4 separate regions of the Mus musculus genome follow, and regions 1, 3 and 4 are each linked to region 2. A link is a contact called in public HiChIP or PLAC-seq, Micro-C and promoter capture Hi-C data. All regions are on one chromosome and are shown on one strand. Each heading gives the region's core, a stretch centred on a gene start, on an enhancer-like site or on the middle of the called end of the contact. The rest is flanking DNA. Distances are from core to core; before and after follow the strand shown. Region 1 holds the start of Znrf2 (zinc and ring finger 2). Region 2 holds the start of Chn2 (chimerin 2). Region 3 holds the start of Creb5 (cAMP responsive element binding protein 5). Region 4 holds the start of Jazf1 (JAZF zinc finger 1).

Region 1 (3,151 bases), core at 332-2,831, 780 kb before region 2:
CGAACCAACACTAGCTTCTGATTGCTTTGGAACAGGAATCAGTAAACACTGCTTCACCACATGTCTTACAGTTTCAAACACATGAATAAAAGGGTTTTTAAAACTGAAGGGATGATCCGGGCGTGGTCGCACACACGCCTTTAATCCCAGCACTTGGGAGGCAGAGGCAAGTGGATCTCTGAGTTCGAGGCCAGTCTGGTCTACAGAGTGAGTTCCAGGACAGCCAAGGCTACACAGAGAAAACCTGACTCAAAAAAATACACAAACAAACAAACAAATAAAAAACCTGAAGGGATATAGTTTACATCATTCTGTGCTTACGTGTAAATGTATAATACCAGTCTCATACCGAAAGGAGGTGGCAATATGCGGCTAAGTTCACATTTTCAGGATCAACTGCACCCTTTCTCCTGTTTCAAACAACTTAATTAAAAGCACATCACTGATCTCTAAATTGTTCCTTAACTCTAGTGAACACCGCTCTTCGAAAGACCTTGCCCAATTACTGCCTCTATAGGTAGAGTTGTGATCATTATAAAGATTATCTCTTTAAATAACTGTTCTTGAACTTTTCCACAATCCGCTTCAAACTAAGCAGTAGTGACATTAGCCACACTGTAAAAGTAGCAGTTTCGGGGGTTATGAAGCAACACTTTGCATTAACACATTTAACCAGAAAACAAGTATCCAGTAAGTAGGCAGGGCTATTTACAGAGACGCAAGGATCACAGCTTTGTTAGGAGTCTATCCAAAGGAGAGATAACTTCCTTTTTTCAAACACTCAAACATCCACGTGAGTCCCTTCTGGCTTTGGGCCTTTAAAACTGCTCGCCCTTCAGCTCCGGGGCAGAACTACACTCAGCCACTGATCTCCCCTGACTTCCTGGTACTAAAAGCTACAACCACGAGGCTGTTTCGTCAGTTTGTTTTAAAACAATACTTCTTCCATTCACCGCGTTGCAAGGAGGGAGTGGGGGGTGCGCTTCCCTAGCTGGGGAGCCGCTGCCAGGGCAGGGAGCCGTACCTCCAAACAAGTGCGGGGAGAGGTGGGCCGGGAGCGAGCCGATCACCAGACGCGGCCCGCCAGGGCCCCCGCCCGCCGGCCGGTCCCGGTCCCTAGCGCCGACGCTGTCCTCTGGGCTGCTGTGCACTGAGTCCTGTGAGCCGTACGGGCCGCCGCCGCCGCCAGCGCTGGGGATGCTGAAGGCCGACTGCGCCGCGCGGCCGCCCGACGCGCTGCCCACCGCCCCGCCGAGCGAGCGGCTACGGGGCGCTGCCGGGGCCGAGGCCGCCGCCGCCGCTGCAGCCGCCGCGCCGGCCGAGGCGCTGGGCTGCTGCGCGCCGGACACCGGGGCCGCGAAACGGGCCGCCCGAGCGCCGTCCGCCCCGCCGCCGCCGCTGCCGGTCCCGGAGGGCAGGTCCGAGCCCGAGTAGGCACGGGTGCGGCCGTTGGCGGCGGGGCCGCTCTGCTTGGCGCCCATGTCCGCGCCGCCCCGGGCCGCGAGCGAGCGAGCGAGCGAGCAAGCGAGAGAGGCGGGACGCAGCTCGCGGCTGCCGCTCAGGTAGCCGTGCGGACGCGGTCGCTGCCGGGCCGCCGCGACGGGCCGCTGCCGCTTGCTGCCGCGCTTCGCGGCCTCCGCACCGCCTCCTCCCGGGCGGCCGCTGTCACCGCCGCCATCCTCCGGCTCCCCGGCGGCTCGGAGAGTGGGAGGCGCCCGGCCGGATTGGGGGCCGCCTCCCTGCGCGCCAGCCGCTTGCAACGGGAAAGAGGAACGGGCGGCGCGCGCCCCGGCAACCGTCGCCTCGCGGCCGGCACTGGAGGAGCGGCGGCCGAATCGAGGCAAAGCGCAGAGATTGGGTCCCGCTGCTCTAGCTCTGCCCTACAACTAGGCCGACCCGCCCAGGCCCCGCCCAGCATGTGGTGATGGACAGACCGGTGGCTCCGCCCTCCAGGAGACTCCCCCACCACCAATCAGAAGGCGGCCCCTCCTGCCGCACGTGGCCTGTGAGCGCTGAAGAAAACCAAGTGCACCTTTTCCTGGCTAGGGCGTTCGTGGCAGTATCCCGTGTCTGGAGCTTTGAGTGGGTAGATAATGACCTTCGTTGGTATTGTATACACTGATTAAGCAAACAACAGTCTCAGCAATGAAGACGATTTAAAACAAAAAACAGTACAGGAGCGAAGGACAGAACGAAACAAGGGGAAGGCTGAAGCCAACTTGATCAGAATTATGCTAGGGGAAGGGAAGAGCAAAAAATTGGAAGAACGAACGATAATCCAGCTTGACCTTCAAAGGCAGAGCAAAAACTGAGGTGCAGAGACTATCTTCTCCCGAGATCCAGCCTTCGGGCCTAACACCAAGCCAAATTATGCAGGCTGTAAATTGTTTTACCTTTTTGGACTTTAGCTTCCTTGCCCAGAATGTTTGAGTTAAATCTCCAGAGCGATAGTAGCTTTAAAATCTTGTGGGTTTCTCTAAATGGAACTTAACAGGATTCTAAATGCCTTCCTGTGTGTGGTGCTTGGTCTAGCAGGCTCTGACCCTCCCATTTGGCGGGTACTGGTAGCATTGTCTATGTGCAAGTGTGTTTGTACAAACTGCAAAAATGCACTGTCGCTGTTTTACGCTTTTGTATTTGTGGTGAGTCATTTAAGTAGTGATTCTAGACATTCTTTCAGAAGATAAGGGAATGGAGGGTTGTTTGTTTGTTTGTTTGTTTGTTTTTAATTTGTGTGTGTGTGTGTATAAATGTTTTGCCTGCATGTAAGTTCCCCACGTGTGCCTGGTGCCCAGACTGAAGATCAGACGAAGGTATTCAATCCCTTGGAACTGTAGTTATAGTTAGATGTCACATGGCTGTGCAGGGAATCAAACCCAGTTCCTCTGCAAGAACAGCTAGTGCTCCTAACCGCTGAGCCATCGCTTCAGCCACAAGTTGGACTTTGTAAATAGGAGAAATGAGGCTTTATGAACAGGCTGGCCTGTAGTGCCCAGCTTCTGGAGAGAATGAATCGTGAGGATCACTTGAACCTTAGAATTCAAGGTCAGCCTAAGAAACAGCAAAAACCAGTCTCAATGAGAAGAGGGAGAAAGAAAGAAGAAAAAGAGGAAGAAGGGAGAAGAATATGAGGAAGAAATGTAGTTTTACA
Region 2 (3,229 bases), core at 37-2,536:
ATTTAATTTTTGGAGAATAAATAAAAGGAACTCAATTGTGGACACCATACAGTAGTAACACACTGAGCATTCCCACCAGGACTTGAAGACTGTTGTCTTGGACCCTTGAGTTCTGTATACCATGCCAAATGTCTTACCAGCCATCCCTTCAGGGTTTCTTATTAAAGTTTTCAGTGACCAAAGGGGTAGTAGAACTGTACCTAATGCATCAGTCTGATTAGAAACCTGTCATGTTCAGAAACCAGAGGGGCTGCCTCCATTGATTCTTATGCATTCACATTCATTATCATTTTTTTCTGTTCAATTAGACCTGCTGATCAACCATAGAAAAGCTTGAAAGCCCTTCTTTCACCCAGCCACATTTAACACTGAAAAAAAAAGAAGCCTTGAAAGTAAAATTACAGCCCCCACCGCCCCCCTCCCGCGCGCACACATGTTCTCTGTGTCTGTCTCACAGTCTCTCTGTCTCTGTCTGTCCCTACACACACACACACACACACACACACACACACACACTCACACACACACACTAAACACGCCAGGAGTCAGAGGCTGGGCTCAACCTCCATTCCACTATCCCACTTCAGTCAGATGAGCAAGACACATTTTCGTCCTGGCTGCTCTCTCAAACCCATACCCCAAGCGAGTGTCTCCAAGGAGCTAATTTCTGAAACAAACAAAGAAATCCGAGTCTGCAAGGAGCTGGGGTTTGCACCCTTCTTTGGCTCTGAGTATCCAAGGTTTCTGGCACCAAGGCAGACAGGTCCCGAGCCCAGCTGTGCCCTCAGCTTCCCTGCGCCTTCTGCCCCTGTTCCAGCTGTGCAGAAAGTGCAAGGCTGCTGGCAGCTACTGCTCGCCAGGAGCCCCAGACTCCAGGTCCGCACGCCTAGGACACCACCGAGTCCCACCACTACACTGTCACCGCTCAGACGCAAAGGTGTTGACCACCTTAACAAGTGTCCCAGTGACGCTCGTGTCCCGCGCCACGCTCTCCTAGAGCGGGAGGGACGGCCACAGGTAGACTCTCCATCCCAGCACGGGCGCCCGCGCGCTGAAACTCACCAGAGGACACGGAGGAGCCGGACAGACTAGAGTTGCTGGATGCTGCCATCTCGGCGCCGCGCGTCACCGCTCTCTCAGTCCTGGTGCGGGCGGCGTCGCCGCTGCCCTCGGCCGGCTGCTCGCAGCCCGCGCGGCCCCCAGCCCATGGCAAAGTCCTGGGGACGCGCGGGAAGCACCGGCCTCCGGACTCTGCCTGTACTTCCTGCTCCGCCAGATGACGCGCTGCCGCCGCCGCTATTTATTCGTGCTCGCCGTCCCTCTCGGCGCCTGGGCGCACTCCGCTGCGGGCGTCGAGGTGGCAGGGGCACAGCGAGGCCAAGGCGGCCGGCCAGGAGGATGGGACCACCTCTCTCGGCGTCCCCGCTGTCCCCGCCGCGGGCCCGCTCCCTGCGCGCGACTGGAACCTGGGCGCCCTTCGGCTCCCGGCACTGACTCTAGGGATCCAGCCTCTCCCGCCGCCGCACTTCGAGCGGCCCGGGCAAAGGCGGGGGAGACAGATAGACAGCGACCTCCCCCTTCTCCCTCCTCCCCAACTCGGCTCGCGCGCGCACACAAAGGAAGGAGAGGAACGCCGGCGCTCCGGGCTGAATCCGCTCGGCCGGCTTGACAGCTCCTGCAACCCTGGCTGCAGGGGGAGGCTGCAGACCAAGGGGTGGAGACCATCAGGACTCGGAGCCTGCCCCGAGGTGTTGGGCACGCCGCCAGGGACGCGAGGCGGGCCGGGCAGCAGTGTACAGTGCTGCTTCCCGAATTAGAAGGGGATGGAGGGGTCGTAGGAGGAAGGTGGTGGGACTGGCAGCAAGCTCTAGGTTTGGATCAGCCACACAGCTCGGGGGAGGGGGTGCAGGGGTGGGGGTACTTCCAGAAGGAGAAGACAAGGTCTCTAAGGATTACGTGCGGGTTTGGAGCAGGCCAGGATGCCACCAAGGCTGGGAAGCGCCCTTCCCATCACCCTTTAATTTGTCCTTTGTTGGTCAGGAACCGAAGGTCCCTGCCCTGCCACAAGAAGCGTCTCCTAAAGCAGAGAGAGCTGATCTAGCTACACTTAAGTACCCCAGACACTGGCAGGGACAGTGCCCCCAAAGTCCACTATGCTTCTGAGACCGGTGCTAAAAGAAATAGAGACATCCCAAAGGTGGCATCGGTCTTACACAAAGAAAGTGGTTCTCTGCCCCTTGGTAGGATCTTCACAAAAGACTGACTCTGCAGCAGGTGCGACTGAATCCTTTAAGGATAAGGAATTGCCTAGGTGTACCGGAGAAAGGGACTGGAGCCGGTGTGTGCCATCCTCCTGTATTTAAACCTAAATTAATTTTACTGGAAGGAAATGTCATGCAGATATATATTTTTTAAAATCCGTTTCACGCTCCCAGCAGGGTAATCGGTTCTTTCATTCCTAAAGCTACAGAAAAACTGTGAAATTTGAACAGAAATTGTTAGATCAAAGGGAAAAAAAGCAAACATTAAAGGAATGAAAGTACTCTCATTATAGAGCAAAACGGAAAGTGTTCTCATTGGGAGCGGCACGATTTGAAAAACATGGCTAAAAAGGACATAGTCCATTTGAAAATGATCAGGAGTGACTCTGGAACAGCAGCGAGGTCCTGGGGGCCTCCACATCGGAAGAGGACCTCATGTACAGTGAATAATAAATGTTAAAGGATCATGATATGCACTCATGTCACATTTTCTACTTGATTTAAAGTATATGTTATATCCCCACCACCACCGGGGATGCCATCCCAGTGTGACTGCCCAACAAGTGCCCCACCCACTTTTGTTTGTTGATTAGTTTAAAGGGGTGGGATGGGGTGAACTTCTTGCTGAAAGCCTGTGGGCCACTTCAGTTACACTGAGCATTTTCTTCCTGGACTCCATTTACAGGGGCTCTTAAGACAGATCTGCCTGGGTCAACTAGACTCAGGTACTGCCAAGTCTCCCTACCCCAGACACTTTTGGAGGGCACTGCAACCTTGAGGTGACCTCATCTGGAGCCTTATGGGGACATATACTCACCCAGCATGATCTTGACCACTCTATGAGAGTGAAACTTCTTGGACACCCAGAGTTCAAGACATGACATGGCATTGGTTGTCTGACTAGTAATTTACAAAGCCCTCTGGAGCTTTAGATGGCAGACATGGCTATGTCACTGAACAGGATCATT
Region 3 (3,573 bases), core at 534-3,033, 750 kb after region 2:
AGGGATTTTTCTATCCAGGCTGAACATTCTCGCGTGGGAAAAACGGGCCTGGATAGTGCCTTTCTTAAATAATAGAAAAGGGCAGATTGAGCGTTCATCAGGTACTGAGCTCGCTCAGGCACCAGAAGCTCTTCAGCTCACTCCTGGGACAGCATTCCCCCTGGGGGAAACTGTAAAAGGCGGGGGCAGGCCGAGTGATAACGAGGTGGGCGGGAGAGGGATGGAGGAAGAGGGGTAGGGAAAGAGAGGGCAATAGCTGTGTCCAGAGAACCCGCAATTGCCCCGGGGGATGGGGGCATAGTTGCTTTGACAGCATTCTGAGCCCCCAAACCCTTGAATATCTGAAGCCCTTAATAAAACACTTACTGGCCTGCAGAATGACGTAATGGACCTGTAGCCAGCCTTTATTCTTTGACACATGTCAGGAAGAGGGAAAAATAAAAAACCAAGCAAGCGTTGCTGATACTGACAACGATGTACAAGTAGCCCACTCTAGTTCCCAGCGTTGAACCAGCATCAAGTGGGGGCGGCACTCGTCCAGGGAAAGCTGGAGCTTTTTCTACTAGACACTCCCTGGAAATAAATCTATGACTAGAAAATAAATGAAAAATTAAAGCGGGCTATAGTCCCTCTAAAGTGGCTTAGTGGGGGCGGTGTCTGCTTGTCTCAACCCTTTAAGAACTTTGTGAAAAGTTTAAGCGGTTCGATAAAGAATCTGGCTCAAAGGCAGACTCTGTCGCCCGGTCCTGAGAACCGCCTGGGTGCAGTGCGGCTCGGGCCCCAGCTGTCATTTGGGGCAGCAGCCCGGAAGAAGTAAGAGTGCCAGCGCAAAGGGGACGGAGGCGGGAGGCGGCTGCAGGAGTGAAGGCGAGGGCTGCGGAGCACTCTCGAGCTGGAGCGCCTGGAGCGAAAGTCAAGTCCCCCTCCAAGGCAACCGACCCTCCCGCTGCAGCCGGCGGCCGGTCGCGAGAACTGGCAGCGGCCGCTGGGCACCCGGGAGAGGGAGAACCCCCTGCGAACTCGCTCGGCTGCCCCTAGGTGACCAGGCGACTTTGCCGCAACGGTTGGAAGTTTGCTAACTTTCTCCCGGGGTTCCGCTGCATCACTGAGAAACGGGATGCGAGGAGGCTCCAGGTTCCTGGTCTGTTGCTGCTGCTGCTACCACTGCCGCCTCCGCCGCCGCCACCACCACCGCCGCTTGACCACACTTCAGAAGGGTTCCACACCATGCCGGGGCTCTGGAGGCAAACATACACCCCCGATTCATAACTGTTCCCCGTGTCAGGGAAACTCACGCGCGCTCCCATACACGCACGCACACTGGGTCGGACACGGCGCTGGCTCCACTCAGCATCCCTCCAGTCGCACGGCGCAGCAATCACCAAGAAGCGCTCCGGGACGGACACGGCGTGGGGTCTCTGGGTGACTACAGGACACAGCACAACTCCACAGTCCACCAGCAATTGGGGCCGGACTTCCTTCTGATCCGCCAAAGTGTTTACAAACACAAATCAAGGGGGAAAAAATGCATCGCATCCTTTCTACTCCTTGCCCTGTGACCTGCCCATTGGACTAAGTAACCTCGCGGCTGCAGCGATGAACCAACCCCTGCAAACAAGGACGCTCCGGAGTCGGCTCGCGCGGCAAGTGCAGCGAAAGTGGCTAAATGCAAAAGGCCCAGAAGTGGCCGCGCCGTATTTTTAGGAACTTACCAAACAAGTGTGGAGAAGGCAAGAGCCGAGCCCGGGTGAAGGGACCACGTTGGACTGAGCAAAGATTACAATACATTCTATTTAGAGTGCATTACATCACCCCCCCGGTGACGTCACGTGGGATTCCTGAACTTCTAAATCATTGCGGTCCGTTGGGGAAAAGGAGGGAGAGAGGGGCGGGGCCCGCACGCCGAGGGGGCGGGCCCGGTCTCCGCCCCGCCCAAATCCCGCCCCTCGAGCGGACCCGGGTGCTTGCGGCGGCGTCCGCGATCGCGCAAGCAACAGCTTGCACAGCCCAGCGCCGAGTAACACGGCCCCCCGACATTAGTGGTGTGAGTCAGCTTGGAAACAATCCTGAAGGTTTCAAACAGAGCCACGCAGGAGACACCGGCACGAGCTCTTCTGCAAGAAGTGTCTGTAGGGTCAGAAAGAAGTAAGGTTTGGGGTGTGTGCATGAGGTGGTAAGGATGCTGAAGGAGGTAGAAAGAGACATTTACACTTACAAATGCAGGCCACTTCCTACTTCCCTACCCCAGCCACCGAAGATACCCAGATCCTTTGCCTGTGACAGCCATGACCTCATTGCAGCGTTCTCTGCATGCTGGCTTCTTAGTATCTCCATTTCGCCGCCCCTCTCCTCATCACGCTCAAGGGCATATAACTTCTTGTGCACACTCAGTAGGACTACACACAGCCTTCCCTGGTCTCGCACCTTGCATGTGCTGACCTGTGAGAGAATCTCTCTAAAGGCGAAAGGCGAATCTCAGCCAAGAGCCAAATGATGAGCCGGATTTAGACTCCGCGTCAGCGCCGGAAGGGCCCTGGCCATTGCTTCCAGAGCCTCTGCTACTGGCCCAAGCTCGCCGGCTGGGAAGCAGTCGAGCCAGGGCTAGAATACAGGATCTAGGGCCAGGTCTGCAAAGGGAAAAGAGGACTGACCTTTTTCAGCATGGGCCAGAAGCCACCGCTCTCACCTTCCTCATCCCTGGCAAGGGCTAGATTTCCTTTTGGAAGCTCTCTCTCCCTTTGGGGAGCATTGAAAGCCTGTTCGAAATGACCACTGTCATCCAACAACAGCTCACACTTTGCCAAACACTTGAAGCCACACCATTTTCTTCTTCCTCATATGACTTTGACAGAATAAGGAAAAGCGGGGAGTGTGTTGTAATTATCTCTATTTCACAGCTGAGCTGAGGCAGACAGACTCAGAAGGCTAGGAGCTCTCCTGATCATCAGGGACCACTCTAGCGCATGTCTAACCCCAGATCTCACCTGGGTTCCTTGGTAGAATCAGGCATATTAATTCTTTTCTGATGGCTGACTGGTTAGAACTTCAACTAAGAGCTTGCTGGCTGGGAGTTGGATCTTTGCTTAGGAACAGTTTAGCCCCCATTAACAAACAATAATGGCTCCTGACATTTATGTAACATCTGACATTTATATAGTGCCTCTCATCCCAATGCATCACAGCCTGACTGTGTAGTCTGCCAGAGGATCATGACTAGACTGGCTAGGAATCGTAATGCTTTGCCCAAATTGTCACATTTCTGAGCTGGTTTTGACATACTAAGTGGAAGAGCTTTCTATTTCCTTTCTGGTTTGAAGTGTTTAGCCCCTCCTCCCCCACCACTTGTCTTCAGGGTTCCCTGAAATCACAGGGACTGACAACTCCCTCTTTCCTTGTAGCCTTCCTATAAGTTCTTCTGTGAATTTTCCTCTCCTCTTCTCCATGGGACACTGAAGGAACTGTGAAAGAAGATGCTGGTCCTAACCTGAAACAACAAAACCTTGACTGTGATGGCTCAATTGTCTGGGTTTAGGGAAGGAAACCATGGTTCACTGAACAGCAGCTTCCGTATCC
Region 4 (3,384 bases), core at 793-3,292, 970 kb after region 2:
CACATTAAAAATAATCAATATGCTCAATTTGGCTGACCAGGCTTTTACTTTGGCAGGCACACTTTGTAATAGTAGAGGGTAGGGACTGAAGGTAGCCAAGAGGTATGTACTAATAGCTCCCAGCCCCCTTCCTTCCTCCTTTCCCTTACACTCTCCTGGCCTTTCCATGGAGGAGTTCTCTTGCTTGAGCCACCTCTGGGCCTCCTACACTCTCTGCAGTTGATAACTCCACATAGAGAGTCATTCCTCCTGAGAACAGAATTGTCACCTCAAGGCTCGGGGCACTCCCCCAGCTGCTGCAGAGTTGGGGTGCCTAGCATCTCTAAGGAGGCTGATCTGGCATCATTCTTGGCTGGAGTTTTCTCATTGCATTTCCATGTCACTGGGCGTGAAGTCTATCTGCCAGATATCCTGCTTGCTCTCAGCTAACGGCCTTCCTCCCTGTCTGGGCAGCAGGGCACACTGCACAGTTGCCAAAATTCTAATTCACGGTGGAGAATTCTACCTCCTGCTCTTTAGACCCTTGTCTGGCCCCAGCTTCCAGCCTAGCGGGTCCCTGGCTCATTATCAAGCCCTTGGGTGCCCTTCCCCCATCCTCACTTGGTCCCAGGAAATTATTTCTGGCAACAAACTGAACTTTAATGACCTGCTGCCCCAACCATACTCAACTCAACTCTCCCCTTGGCAAATTTGTCACCTTGTAGGCTCAAAGAAGCGACAGACCAGACAAAAATGTCGATGGGTGAGAGAACTCAGCCTCAGCCTTTGTGACTGGGAGATTGTGAAAATTTTCTCCGGTGACAGAAATACTGCATATGTCTGCATTTACATTTACACGAAGTGCCCTAACAATCCTAATATTAGAGATAACACAAGTGGTATATGCAGTTTAAAAAGACAGGGTTGTTATTTTTCTAGGTATATGCACCAGCGGGTAAATGAAATTGTTCTAAAGACAAATGCTAAATTCAGAATGCATGAATAAATTTTTTAAAAATTACACCCTCGAATCATGCACATCTCCTGGTGCTTCTTGAACACCTGGAAGAAAATATACACCTTGTAGGTAAAATGTAACTGCAACTGCGGTTGGAGACCAGAAGAGAACTGGTTCTTAAGAGGCTATCTGGTCAACAGTATGGCTTAAATGCTCACAGGATGATATAATCCTAACTGATTGGTGAAATCTTCTTTTTAAGTGAAAATCGAATTTGCTTTGACTTTCATTTCCAAACCTCTACACTTGCCCCTTTCGTCTTTGGAGCAGCACTGCCAGACCTGAGCCACAACACGGGGTTCAGGAGGTGCGGGAATTTGGGGTAAAGAAATTGAGATTTTTGTTTTCTCAGAAGAATCAGGGAGAACAAACGTGATACATATGTAAAACACAGTCAAATGCACTTGACAACCAAGCGCTCTATTTTGAAATTTAAATAAAGCTAAGATTTTTCTTCTGGCCTAGGGGGAAAGCTTCATTAAAATCAATTAGTTCCTACTAACCTCCAGAGAATACGGACTTTTTAATTTTTTTTTTTAAATGAGAAAGTTTAAAGAACAAGGTGCACACAATTACCTTTCCTGGGTCCCTAGTGAATACCATCGTCACACCTAGACAGGTGGCCAAGTGCAAACAAATGTCCCTAAGAGGGCTGGGTAACTCCCTGAGTGCTCCTCTGGGGTGAAAAGCATGTGTAATTAATAGATGTGTATCTATTAAGAATGTAGCGCGCATAACCAAGGGAGGCTCCAAGCGGACTGCAGGCACCTCACAGGGCGAAAGGGCAGGCCCAGGGACGTAAAGTTGGAGGCGGGAGCTGCCAGGTGAGGCCTGGGTCGCGGAGGTTGGGGCCCGCACAGCTGCAGGCGCGCGCCTGCTCCCTCCTCCCAGCCGCCGAGTCCTCCCCGCCCCCTCCCCCGAGCTCCCGCCGCCTCCCGCTGCCTCCCGGAGGCTCGGCGCTGCGCTCCACCTCGCGCCCCCTCTCCTCCGTCCCGGGCTCGCGCTGCCCTCCCCGCGCCTGCCCCCTCCCCGGCCCCTCCCTCCGCCTCCGCGCGCGCGGCGCTCGCAGAGCCGACTCCGGGGGGCTCTCGATGTAGCACCATGACAGGCATCGCCGCCGCCTCCTTCTTCTCCAACACCTGCCGCTTCGGGGGCTGCGGACTCCACTTCCCCACGCTGGCCGACCTCATCGAGCACATCGAGGACAACCACATCGGTGAGGCCCGGGTGGGCGGGGGTCGGGCGGCGGGCGAGCCCCGGGGTGGCGCGGGCCGGGCGCCCGAGAAGGTGCGGGCGTGGAGGGCCGCGGGGCGCGGGGATGGCCGGCCGCAGGGTGAGGGCGGGCGCGGGCCGCGGGGGGCGGGTGCCGCACGCCGCTTCCGCCCGGCCCGAGCTGTCAGGCTGGCGGGAGCCGGGGAGGCGCCGCGGCGGCAGCCATTCCGCTTCCTCCCCCGCCTGCGTCCTGTCAGCGCCGGTTGCTAGGTGTGGCGCGGCGGGAGGGGGCCGCGGCGGCGGCGGCGGCGGGCGCGGGGCGCGGGGCGCTGCGTGCTCTGAGCGGCGCGGGCGCGGGGCCCGGCCTGGCGCGGCGGCTGCGGTTCGGGCGGCTGCGGGCCGCGCCCATCCCTGGCCGGAGCGCCCCGAGGCCCCGGTAGCAGAGGGGAGCCCGCGGGCGGCGGGCGGGCGTGTCGCGGCGCCCGCGTTGCGGCTAGGCCGGAGGTGCGCCGGTCCCCGCGGGGCCTGCGCGGCGCGGGCGCGGGGACGCGGGGGAGGGGCGCCCCGCGGGGCCGGTTGTGTCTCCCGGGACCCAGGGACCTCCTAAGTCCTGCGCCCCACGGAAGTCCTTGCATCACATTTGCACGCTCATCCCCACCCCTGCGGAGGGAGATGGGTCTGGTGCTTCTGGCTCAGAAGACCCAGCCACCTGCAGAAGGTGTGGCCGCTCCCCGGAGTGGCCTGGTGGGTGAAGAGGGCAGCCGGTTCCCTGGGTGAGGCTACCTGTGAATTGCTTCGAGAAGACCAAATGAATGACATGGATTCGACCATGTGGATGCAGCTCACGTTTCTGCAAAGTTGAGAGAGTAAATCACGACTGCTGTGCATTTATGCACGAATAAAATGAGGCAGAGCCTCATGCCCCTTTGCTTTGTAGAATGCTTTCTCCTTGCACACAGTGGGCGCTTAATACGCGCTAAGTGCCAGTTTAGAGCGGGATTTGCTGGGCCATCCAGAATGGGAGCTAATCATGGAAACTGTCTGCAGAATGCCTTTGAAAACAGAAATCTGATGAGTAATTGTCAAGCTTTGAAATTTTTCAAAGTTTCAAAGTATCTCCTTAATAGTTTTCCCCATGTCTTCTGATAAAGGTGAGGTAAAGAACCTATGCTCTC

What was found. Promoter capture Hi-C pulls out the DNA fragments that hold promoters and counts their contacts. A called contact is a pair of places that touch in the nucleus more often than the background predicts. HiChIP or PLAC-seq counts read pairs in DNA pulled down with a chosen protein or histone mark.
Region 1: an H3K27ac HiChIP or PLAC-seq map of microglia shows a contact between it and region 2, with 5 times the contacts expected there. The contact joins the promoter of Znrf2 here to the promoter of Chn2 in region 2. A contact is called at or near these places in 3 of 115 datasets of contacts at active chromatin or transcription factors (embryonic stem cells, microglia and pancreatic cancer cells).
Region 3: a contact with region 2 is called in a Micro-C map of embryonic stem cells, with 4 times the contacts expected there. The contact joins the promoter of Creb5 here to the promoter of Chn2 in region 2. A contact is called at or near these places in 2 of 39 promoter capture datasets (both in the 3T3-L1 cell line) and 1 of 484 Hi-C or Micro-C datasets (embryonic stem cells).
Region 4: a contact with region 2 is called in a promoter capture Hi-C map of hippocampal neurons, with 2.2 times the contacts expected there. The contact joins the promoter of Jazf1 here to the promoter of Chn2 in region 2. A contact is called at or near these places in 3 of 39 promoter capture datasets (hippocampal neurons and liver).

The regions. Positions count from the first base shown.
Region 1 is chr6:54,815,346-54,818,496 of GRCm38.p6, reverse strand. Znrf2 (zinc and ring finger 2) reads right to left here and starts at 1,581. Exons shown (of 5, transcript NM_199143.2): 1 at 1,025-1,581. The coding sequence starts at 1,481.
Region 2 is chr6:54,037,989-54,041,217 of GRCm38.p6, reverse strand. It overlaps Chn2 (chimerin 2), which reads right to left and starts at 1,286. Exons shown (of 13, transcript NM_001163640.1): 1 at 1,063-1,286. The coding sequence starts at 1,111.
Region 3 is chr6:53,285,513-53,289,085 of GRCm38.p6, reverse strand. Creb5 (cAMP responsive element binding protein 5) reads right to left here and starts at 1,783. Exons shown (of 11, transcript NM_001327821.1): 1 at 1,713-1,783.
Region 4 is chr6:53,067,282-53,070,665 of GRCm38.p6, reverse strand. Jazf1 (JAZF zinc finger 1) reads left to right here and starts at 2,042. Exons shown (of 5, transcript NM_173406.3): 1 at 2,042-2,213. The coding sequence starts at 2,099. Gm33097 (a long non-coding RNA gene) reads left to right here and starts at 2,671. Exons shown (of 2, transcript XR_377680.3): 1 at 2,671-3,384.